Regions from separate parts of the Rattus norvegicus genome. Here region 2 is linked to region 1. A link is a contact called in public Hi-C data. All regions are on one chromosome and are shown on one strand. The core of a region is the stretch at or near the end of the contact, and the rest is flanking DNA. Distances in the headings are between cores, read along the strand shown. Region 1 holds the start of Tra2a (transformer 2 alpha). Region 2 overlaps Ccdc126 (coiled-coil domain containing 126).

What was found. Hi-C and Micro-C count contacts between places; a contact is called where the count stands out from the background.
Region 2: a Hi-C map of liver shows a contact between it and region 1, with 2.8 times the contacts expected there. The contact joins the enhancer-like site here to the promoter of Tra2a in region 1. A contact is called at or near these places in 5 of 12 Hi-C or Micro-C datasets (hepatocytes, kidney and liver).

What each region holds. Positions count from the first base shown.
Region 1 is chr4:79,568,919-79,574,063 of GRCr8, forward strand. Tra2a (transformer 2 alpha) reads right to left here and starts at 1,666. Exons shown (of 8, transcript NM_001126296.2): 1 at 1,467-1,666. The coding sequence starts at 1,502.
Region 2 is chr4:79,643,345-79,648,227 of GRCr8, forward strand. Ccdc126 (coiled-coil domain containing 126) reads left to right here. Exons shown (of 3, transcript NM_001109232.2): 3 at 4,392-4,883. The coding sequence ends at 4,576. Among named protein-coding and RNA genes, the nearest start is that of Tma7b, 16 kb to the right of the region's middle. Within about 2 kb of position 1,602, at least 6 of the 93 cell types and tissues checked have an H3K27ac peak or open chromatin away from gene starts, as enhancers often do. A contact at or near this core is called in liver, where this site is marked.

The DNA.
Region 1 (5,145 bases), core at 416-2,915:
ATGCAAATTTCATTCAAATAATCCAATCAAAGTTAAACGGAGTTAGAATCTTGTCCTAGTGCATTAAATAAAAAAGATCAAAAACCTAACTGACTGTACGACTTGACTGACAGACTACAGGTGGCTAAATCCTGAGCTTCCAAAAGGGACAAATTCTTTCCTTCCAGCAAACTCCTCCAGTGGTTTTTTTCCACCCGCCCCTCCTCCACTAGACTACCAGCACAACAGCTGGACCTCCAGTAAGTACCAAGGGACTTTTGTTTCCCTTTTCCTTCCATGGTTTTACCAGGGCTCACTTCCATTAATTTCCAATACTAGGGTAACTTCGGGATAAAACTCAAAAAACCGGGGGTTGGGGATTTAGCTCAGTGGTAGAGCGCTTGCTTAGGAAGCGCAAGGCCCTGGGTTCGGTCCCCAGCTCCAAAAAAAAAGAACCAAAAAAAAAAAAAAAAAAAAAACTCAAAAAACCGGTAACTTCTAATATACGCAAGCTGAGTATACTGTTTATAGCCACAAGACCTCAAATAATGAAAACCTTGAGCCTTTTCTTGGGGAACGGGTGAGAAAAACGGGGGAGGGTCTGTAAATCTCAGGTAATCTTTTGAGTTAATACTGATTAGTTATTTTTTTGAACACTGAGACAAGAAATTCGTTCAGTTATGTAAGGTTTAAAGTAAGATGTCTTGGCAGTTTAGCCATAAAAACCTGTAAAGGAGTTTTCAGATGAATGGTCACAGGAAAGAAAGCTTTTAGAAGTTGAGACATAAAGAGCCCAACATCTAGCAGCTAAAAAAAACAGGCGTTACTGCATTTCCACATTCATTTAGAAGCGAAAGGTTAGAGGACATTAAGGGAAAAGGCTCTTGCGTAGTTGACTAACCACTTCACTGGGCTCGGTCCCACCTTCAACCTCAAGGCTTTCGCCTTTACAGACGCGACGCCGCCGGTTCCGACGGAGACGCGGCCGCTCACTGCAACAGAGAGCCAGCCAAGGAGACACAGGCCCCAGCTAGTCCCGCGCCAGCAATTCCCCGCCCCGACAACAGCCCCGCGCACTTCCGACCCCGGGACCCCGCTGCGATGGCCGGAGGGGTGGTGGCCTGAGATGCCACCGATGGAAGCACCTACCACTATCCGGCCGGAGGGAGCGCCCCGCCGCCTCCTGCCCCACCGCGCAGGGGACCCGCACCTCGGAGCAGAGATGGGAAGCTGAGAGGAAAGGGAGCGACAGGAGAGGATAGGACCAGGCCAGGTACCAGTCAGCCGCCAGAAAGGAGCGCTGCGGGTTAGTGGGGCATCTGGGCAGGCAGGGGGACCTCGAAGCCATCTTGGGACGTGACGCGCTCGCGGTGGCCCTCAAGGCTGCTCCTGCGGGCCCCGCAACCTCGCCCGACCGACCGCGCTCGTCCCTGAGCCCCGGAGCATCGGGCCGCCGCCGAAGACGGCTCCCGCGGCTTTGTACTCACTCTGCCCTCGAAGTTGTTCTCCTCTACATCACTCATGTTGGCCAGGCGCTCCCGAGCACTAAACAAGAGATATGTCTCGGCTCGAGGGCCGACGGCCTAGTCACCGCGCTGTTTGACTGTGGGGAGGAAGAAGGCGACGGCTACAACGGCCGGTGCGTTCCACTCCCACTAGCTCGCACGCTCGGGCAAAATGGCGCCGGTACCGCCAGAAACCTCCTGGTGTCCCCGGCGCCTGACGTCAGGGGGCGGATCCGCGATGGCGTCACGAACTCCGCCTCCTCCCCGGGAGGCTTTGTGTTCGCTTGGCCTCGCGAGGGAGATTGGCGGGTTTCAAGAGCCTGCAATTTGGTTTTTGGTCTGTTTATCCTCAGGGCGCTGGAATTAAAGGCGAGCATCACCGCCTGGCCAGGCAACTGTGGGCTTTTGTTTTTGAGGTTTTTTTTTTCTTTTCTGTTCTTTCTGTTTTGCTCTTTCTGGGTATGGAATTCAGGTCTTGCTTGCATAGCAAAACAAAAATAACAAAAACCCCAACCAACCAAAACAAACAAACAAACCCAACCAAACCCCAGTTTTCCAGCTGAGCTTTCCTCATTTCCATTATTTGCCCTTTTAAACTTGAAACAATAATATACGTACAGATGGGGTTATACTGAAAAGCTGTGAGTTTCTTGCTCTTCTCGGCTTCTAACCTCAAGTCAGGGTTTCCGTGTAACCCTGGCTGTCCTGGAACTCCCTCTGTAGACCAGGCTGCCCTGAAACTCTGTAGAGATCTCCCGAGTGCAGGGAATCAAGGCATGAACTCCCATCACCGCCCAGCTGGAGGCATTTTAATTGAAGTTCCCTCCTCTCAGGTGACTTTATCTGTGCCAAATTATCCAGCACATCTAACATGTACTAGGCCCTGGATTTAGTCCTCAACACTGTAAAACATGTAAATAAATAAAAATAAATTGGGGAAATACATTGTTTGGCAACATTAGTATCCATACTTCTTGCCCAAGAAAAATAAGCAACACCAGCACAAATAATTCATCAAGACCTGAAATAGGTGTAATTTGTTGGGTATGATGATCTGTGTCTGTGATCCCACCACTCAGGAGTCTAGAAGGAAGAATTATTGGGAGTTCAAGGCCAGCCTGGAATATAAAAAGAGAACCTATCAGACATTTCAGAGAGCTAGTTATTAAACTCTTAATGATTTGGACTCAGCCACAACAGAAAGATTTATGTTGTGAGCGTCGGCAAATGTTACAAATCAATTTTCTTCCTCTTTCACAGAGCTCATTGCTAAATACCCTTCTATTCATGTAATATCATGTAAATTAAGATATGGTGTTATTTTGCAAGTGCATTTAAAGCTGCACATTCCTGACTTACTATAGTGTGCTTCTTATTTAACTCCCCTACAGCAACGTGGGTTTTATTTTGTTTTGAAAGGAGTCCTCCAGGATGGAGTTGAATGCATGACCATTCCTGCATCAGCCTGTCATGTGCTTGGGTTACAGGGATGTGACATCTCATCCTCTCTTGCACACAAGATTGGGATAATAAGACGCATTGAAATTGGTATGTGCAACTCCCATTTATTCACTCATGACATTGCCCTGCTTCACCTTTAAGAAACAATCTGAGGACTGCCTGCGGACGCAGCTCAGTGGTGGAGGGTGTGCCTGAGGTGCAAAGCCTTGCTTCTCTCTCTCTTTTTCTATCTAGCCCGTACTTTCAAGGAAGATGGAAGAGAATTGCTACAAGTTTGAGTCCAGCTTGGGCTTCAGGATAAATCCTAAGCATCATAAGTGAGATTATGCCTCAGAACAGCAACAAATGAAAAGTTTTAGTTAATGTAGAAAATAGGTTTCAGAGCTGAAGAGATAGCTTAATGATTAAGGGCACTGGCTGCTCTCCCAAAGGCCCTGAATTCCATTCCCAGCACCCACATGGTAGTTCATATCCATCTATAACTCCAGTTTCAGGGAGCGCCATACCCGCCATCTAGTCCGTATGGGCACCAGGCATGCTAGTGGTGCTTAGACTCCATGCAGGGAAAACACATTCCCACAAAATAAAATAAAAATAATTCTTAAAAATAACTGTTATGACATTTCACACACATACACAAACACACACGCACGTCAGTTTCTGTTCCACATATATGTGGGGTGGGTGTATCTGTGACCACTGAGACCAGCAGAGTATTGATCTACTTGAGGCCAGAATGAAGTCTGGTTCAATACGACGACTCAGTAGCTGGGGTTGGTTCAAACTTTCTTGGTCCTGACGCCAGGCAGTTTATTTTAGGCATATTTAAGCACAGCAAAACTTTGGGAAAATGCTTCCTGATGATTAGCTCAGTCCCGTGTGTATCACAAGCCTAGGCATGTGTACATGAAAATCTTTGTAAAGTACCTGGCCTCCTCCGTAAAGATGAGTCCCGTAGATTGACTACTGTTGTACAAATTATTTAATCTCAGTCCGCCTTTCCACCCCATCATTTAGTTCCCAGATAAACATACACAACCTTTATATTTATCATAAGCCTTAATCAGCACAGAGCTGGGCAGATATCTATCCTCTATGCTATTATGTCTGTTTCCCAACCAATAATCCCATTATATAATTTGTCATGTTTCTTCAGGGCTGCTGTTAACTCCAATGAGCCAATCCACACGGCCATTAACTTAAGATTCTTACCCTCAACCCCGTATCTTCTCTATTTTTCTTCTTCCCTCTCCACCTCGTGGTTTTCCTCTGACCCCGTCCATGTCTCTTCTGTATAGCTATAGGCTGTAGACACCCTTATTCACCGATCTCGGATAACTTGGGGGCAAAGCCACTTAGTATTACCTGGATCTATGTTCGGTCTCTGGGAGCAACTAATATTTAGCAAAAGACTAAACCTCAACAGATTATCTGTAACATTTAAAGGATCTGGGGGAGGTGTGTCCTTAGTCACACAGTGTAGTGGTTAACAGCTGTAAACCACTTCTGCTCCCATTTGTGAAGTACATTCCCACAGCTCTGGAAGGATAGGTTCTACAGATGACTGAGAAACAGAACTCAAGACAAGGGTCTGGGAAGGACAACTGAGATGAACATAATTGTCGGGGGCGGGGCGGGGTGGGGCAGGGAGGGGCAGGGAGGCGTATCCTTGTCCTAAGGGTAGCACAGAGGTCATCATGATTAAATCACACCTGAAGTGGAAACTTCCATTCTTTGGAAAGTTAATTATGTCAAACGATGTTTTGCTGGGGCATACAGAAGAAAGGATGTTCCGCTAAAGCAGACATGTGAAAGACATATGCTATTCGTCTTTCTGTCCAGGTTATTTTGCTTAATGGTATGATCTGTAGCGCCTTACACTTCCGTGCAAATATCGTGATTCCATTGTTCTTTATGGTGGGATAAAACTCCATTCTCGGGGTTGGGGATTTAGCTCAGCGGTAGAGCGCTTGCCTAGCGAGCGCAAGGCCCTGGGTTCGGTCCCCAGCTCCGAAAAAAAAAAAAACCAAAAAAAAAAAACCAAAAAAACCTCCATTCACGTTATCTACTCACCTGTTGGACATCTCGGCTGATTCCGTATTTTGGCCAATGTGAGAAGTGCTGAAAGAAACACCAATGTGAGACACAGATGTCTATTAGTTTTAGTCTCTGCCCTGTTGCTGGAGCTTGGGGCAGTATC
Region 2 (4,883 bases), core at 352-2,851, 74 kb after region 1:
TTATTTAATTATTTATTTTTAGGCAGAGTCTCAGGTTGACCTTGAACTTACCTTGTAGTTGAACATGGCCTTGAACTTCTCATCTTCCTTTATCTACCTGGTACTGGATTACAGGCCTGTGCCTCGACTCTTGGCTTATGTGTTGTCAAACTTAGGGTTTTGTGCATGCTAGATGGGTAACACCTTATTAACTGGGCTTGTGTCCAACTAAGTTTGCTTGTAAGACAGGTTTTTGGTTTATAAATTAGGCTGACCTTGAACTCAGTGTTTTCCTGCAGCCTGAGTGCACTGGGATTGAGCTTCTGTAGTAAGTTTGTTGGTTGAGTGTTCGTTTGCTTATGTTCAAGCCGCCCTTTTCTTTCAGCAGAGATGTTTACGCTGCCTCTTGAGAAAAGGCCTTACCCACAGCTATGTCACAATGGCTGTGCGCTCAAGAGTGCAGTAGCATGCCATCCCAAGGCTGCTCCTACATTCTTTCTGCCCTTGTCTTCAGCACTATTTCCTGAGCCTTGGAGGAGTGGATACAGATGTCCCATTTATGGTTTTCACGTTAGAGAGAAAAGGCCAGGCATGGTGTAGCCCCAGCATTAGGATGGTGGAGATGGGATCCCTGGGGCCCGTGGGCCAGCTAGTCTGACTGGATTGGCAAATTGTAGCTCGGTACAGTGTGAGACTCTGTCTCACAGTAAGTGAAGGCCGAGGACAGGTGGCTGCTGACATCGCACCTTCCCCCAGCCCCGTACCTTCAGTCTTTTGAGATGAGGGTTTGTTTCATAGTCTAGGGTTTCTATTGCTGCAACAAAACACCATGGCAAAAGCCATTTGGGGAGGAAAGGGTTTATTTGGAGTTTAGGTTGCCGTGAGCCACCTGGTAATGCGTGCTGGAAACTGACCTCAAGGTCCTCTGGAAGGTCAACCAGCATTCTTTTTTTTTTTTTTTTAAACATTTGTTTATTTATTATGTGTACATCATACAGCTTTCTGCCTGCATGTATGCTTGCAGGCCAGAAGAGGGCACAAGACTTGATTACAGATGGCTGTGAGCCACCATGTGGTTGCTGGGAATTGAACTCAGGACCTCTGGAAGAGCAGTCAGTGCTCTTAACCGCTGAGCCACCTCTCCAGCCCCTCAACCAGCATTCTTAACCCTGGGTCTGTCACTGCAGTTCCCGTTTATCTTTTAATCAGCATTATCCACCATTTCCCACCATTTCTTTCTGAAAAATTTTAAATTTCACATAAAATTGGGAACTTCCCATTGAATTATAATGTAATTTGCTGATATTAATAATATTCATAGAGGTGTGTGTCTGTCTCACACGTTTTCTGATAATAGCACAATTACCAACTTAGTCGGCTGCTGTGTATCAATTGCCAGGATTGAGTCCCTAATGTCTGTGCAAAGCCTCTGAGAAACATGAAGGGCGAGTCAGGAGAGAACAAGCCTTTTTTTTTTTTTCTTTTCCTTTTCTTTTTTCTTTGTTTTTGTTCCTAGCTAGGAAATCTGTACTAATGTCCTTCCACCTTCCACAGAGGTTAAGAGTCTTTCTGGAAGAAATTAAAATTAGAACTAGGCGCAGGCCTGGGGCCGCGGCCAGGTCTCTGGAGTGTGCCGCGTCAGCAATAGACACAGTGTGTCTTTCCACAAGGTCAGAATTTACACAGCGAGGGTAAATTCACAAGTTTTGTTGGTTTTATTGACGCAGTTTTCCAGATGGTTCCAGCTGTCCTGACAACAGTGAGGTCTTTTATTCCAATCTTAATTGTGAATAACACTCAGATCACATATTTTAAAAAATTAGTTTATTATTGTGTGTATGTGTATTGTATGCTGTGTGTATCACCGTGTTTGGGACTGTGGGTGTGTGTGTGTGTGTGTGTGTGCATGCAAGGCAGAGAAAAGGTTTAGGAGTCTGTTTTCTCCTAATGTGGATGCTGGGGATTGAACTCATGCTCTCAGGCTTTTATGGCAGGAGTTTTACCCACAAGCCACCTTGCCTGCCCTCAGATGACACATCTCCCTTCACAACTGTGTGTAGGTTTCAGAACAGCTACCAAAGGTGGGTGACACAGAGTTCAGACAGGCCTCACTGAGACTGAGGTGACAGCGCATAGAAACTAGTTCCTGGAAATTAGACAGGCTCTGAGCATCTCTGTGAGAGGACCTGCGAGAAACCTGCTGAGGCAGAGCTGAAGAAGGAGCTGAGAGGCCGAGGCCAGGACCGTAGGACTGGACCATCCAGTCCAGGCTCAGGACGGGGTCTCGATGGGTGGGTGGAGTTTGATTAGGGCTCATGAAGCAGTGGAGGAGTCCTGCTGAACTAATTGCTGTGGATAGTTTGGGGTTCTCTGTCTGTTGCAGGAGTTTTGTCTAAACTGCTCTGTGTTCCCGGCTGGTCACAGGTGTGTACCTGCCCAGAACCTATCTCTGATCCTCAAATAGAAAACACACACACACACACACACACACGCACGCACGCACGCACACACACACACACACACACACACACACACACACACACACACACACCAGTTTTTCTTAAAATGCCTTAGCTAACTCAATGACTGGACACTCCCAATCCTTTCCCTGATATCCCAGGCCCAGTCAGGGAAGTGGCCAGAGGTCACTGATCTTCTCTCTGCATCCTGTCAGTGTCCTGCTCTGCACTCAGCCGCTGGCTACTGGCATCTTTATTGATAGATCAGGATCCAGTTGGGATCCTGTGTCAGATACCCGATCAAAGCATCAGAACCACCCTCTCCATCTGTCCTCTCTGGATACACTGGGATGGTTGTACCCCAGGTGGGGGGCCCACTGTCACGGTCTCAGTGTTAGATGTTTTTCTCTCTCTGTGGAGCACAGGTGAGGATGTCATATCCTTCGTGGGTCTGGTGTTTACTTCTCACGCATACGGAGTGTTTGCCAGTCATTGCTTCACGGTTCGTGCTGGCCAGGCAGTAGCACCTGCAGACAAACAAGAATGCAAAGTCCAAAGCCTCTGCCCTTGTCCTCAGCATGGAGCCAGAGGCTGAGCCTGTAAGAAAAACTTAGGTCAGAGCAGGCCCCGCTGTGTGCTGGCTCCCCACCCCTCTCCCCACTGCAGTGTCAGGGTCTGGCTTGTGCGGGTCACTTGCTTATGAGGCTCCCCTTCTCTGCCTTCACTAGTCCCTCACCTGCCTGGTCCAGCCTTCTTACACCCAACTAAGAAACTCAGCGTAGGGTCCCAGGAGAGGGCTCACTTCTCTTCCCAAGAACCCAGAAGCCCCCACATGGAGCTCACAACCGTCTTTATTTCCAGTCCATGGAATCCACTACCTTCTCTAGGGCACCAGGCATACACAGGGTGCACAGACTTACATGTAGCTAAAGTACCTACACACATAAAATAAATACGTATTTTACCAGTAAGAAATAGGGTAAATGTGTTCCTTACAGAGGGGCCGATGTTTTGAGCTAGACCTTAAGTCTGATGCATTGCTCTCAGAAGTGGGGAGTCCTGACCTGCTTGAAACTCTTCTGCTTTGGGTGTGGTCATGAGTGATTAGGCTTTCCGTGTGTGGGCTCCGTTGTTGTTGTAAAAATATAAAAATAAAAAAAATGTATTGGTGTCTTTTACCCCTCTAGGTCCTGCACTGTGGTGTCCCAGATATCTGCTAGATATCTTGGTGGAAACACATCCCAGACATACAATTTCCTACACTCAAACCCTCACATAAAAGAACACACAACGCAATAATCTTTGACCCAATTGGTAAGATATAATTGCCCACTTAAACATACAAAGCCCAGTACCATCCATCCCTTAGGTACATTGATAACAACCTGTAAATACACAGAGCAGAATCTTTTTTTTTTTTTTTTTTTTTTTGGTTCTTTTTTTTCCGGAGCTGGGGACTGAACCCAGGGCCTTGCGCTTCCTAGGCAAGCGCTCTACCACTGAGCTAAATCCCCAACCCACAGAGCAGAATCTTAACATCACCTGCCATGGCTTCTCCCCTCTCTCCGTCTCCTCTCCTTTCTCCCTCATCTCCTCCTCTTCCTTCAACCTTATCTCCCATCCATCCTTCCTTCCTTCTCTTCCAATGACAGGCCTCCTTCTATCCTGTACCTGCCCCTCACCTGTACTTTACAAATTTCAATGGAGAGGTGGTTCTGGTGAAGTCACCTGAGTTCTGAGTCCTTGACTAGGCAGCTGTCCTTGGGGCAGTGGAATTAGCAAAAAAATACAGATAACTCCAGGGCAAACCACTACACTCTGTATCTTCTCTGTAGCACATTTTCTTTCAGACATCCAGATAATTGTTTACCTCTTCCCCTTAAACTGTAAAGACATAAATATTAAGTGTTCTATTGCTACTTAATATGATCGATTCCGATGTTTTCCTTGCAGCCGATCTGAAGAGAACAATCGCAGTCCTCTTAGATGACATTTTGCAGCGCTTGGTGAAGCTGGAGAGCAAGGTCGACTATATTGTTGTGAATGGGTCAGCAACCAACACTACCAATGGCACCAATGGGAATTTGGTGCCGGTAACAACCAACAAAAGGACGAGTGTTTCGGGCAGCGTCAGATAGCAACGAAGGCCACCTTGCATGGCAACACCACTGTGGATTACATCCTTCGCAGGACACCTCTTAAACTGCTGCCTAGGACAGAGTAATACTTGACAATAAGAGCTCTCCACATTTCCAAGGAGCTTGCTGGATTCATAGGATGCTAATTCTGTGTATATAACCGCAGGCATTATTAGTTTGCTTTGACACAAAGCTCTTTAATGCAGTTCAGTATACTTAACAGGAATTCGGTAACAAGGTGGATACGGTAAGCAGGGAGGTCATCTCTGTACAGAGATCAAGAAACAAAAGCACCAGAAAGACATGG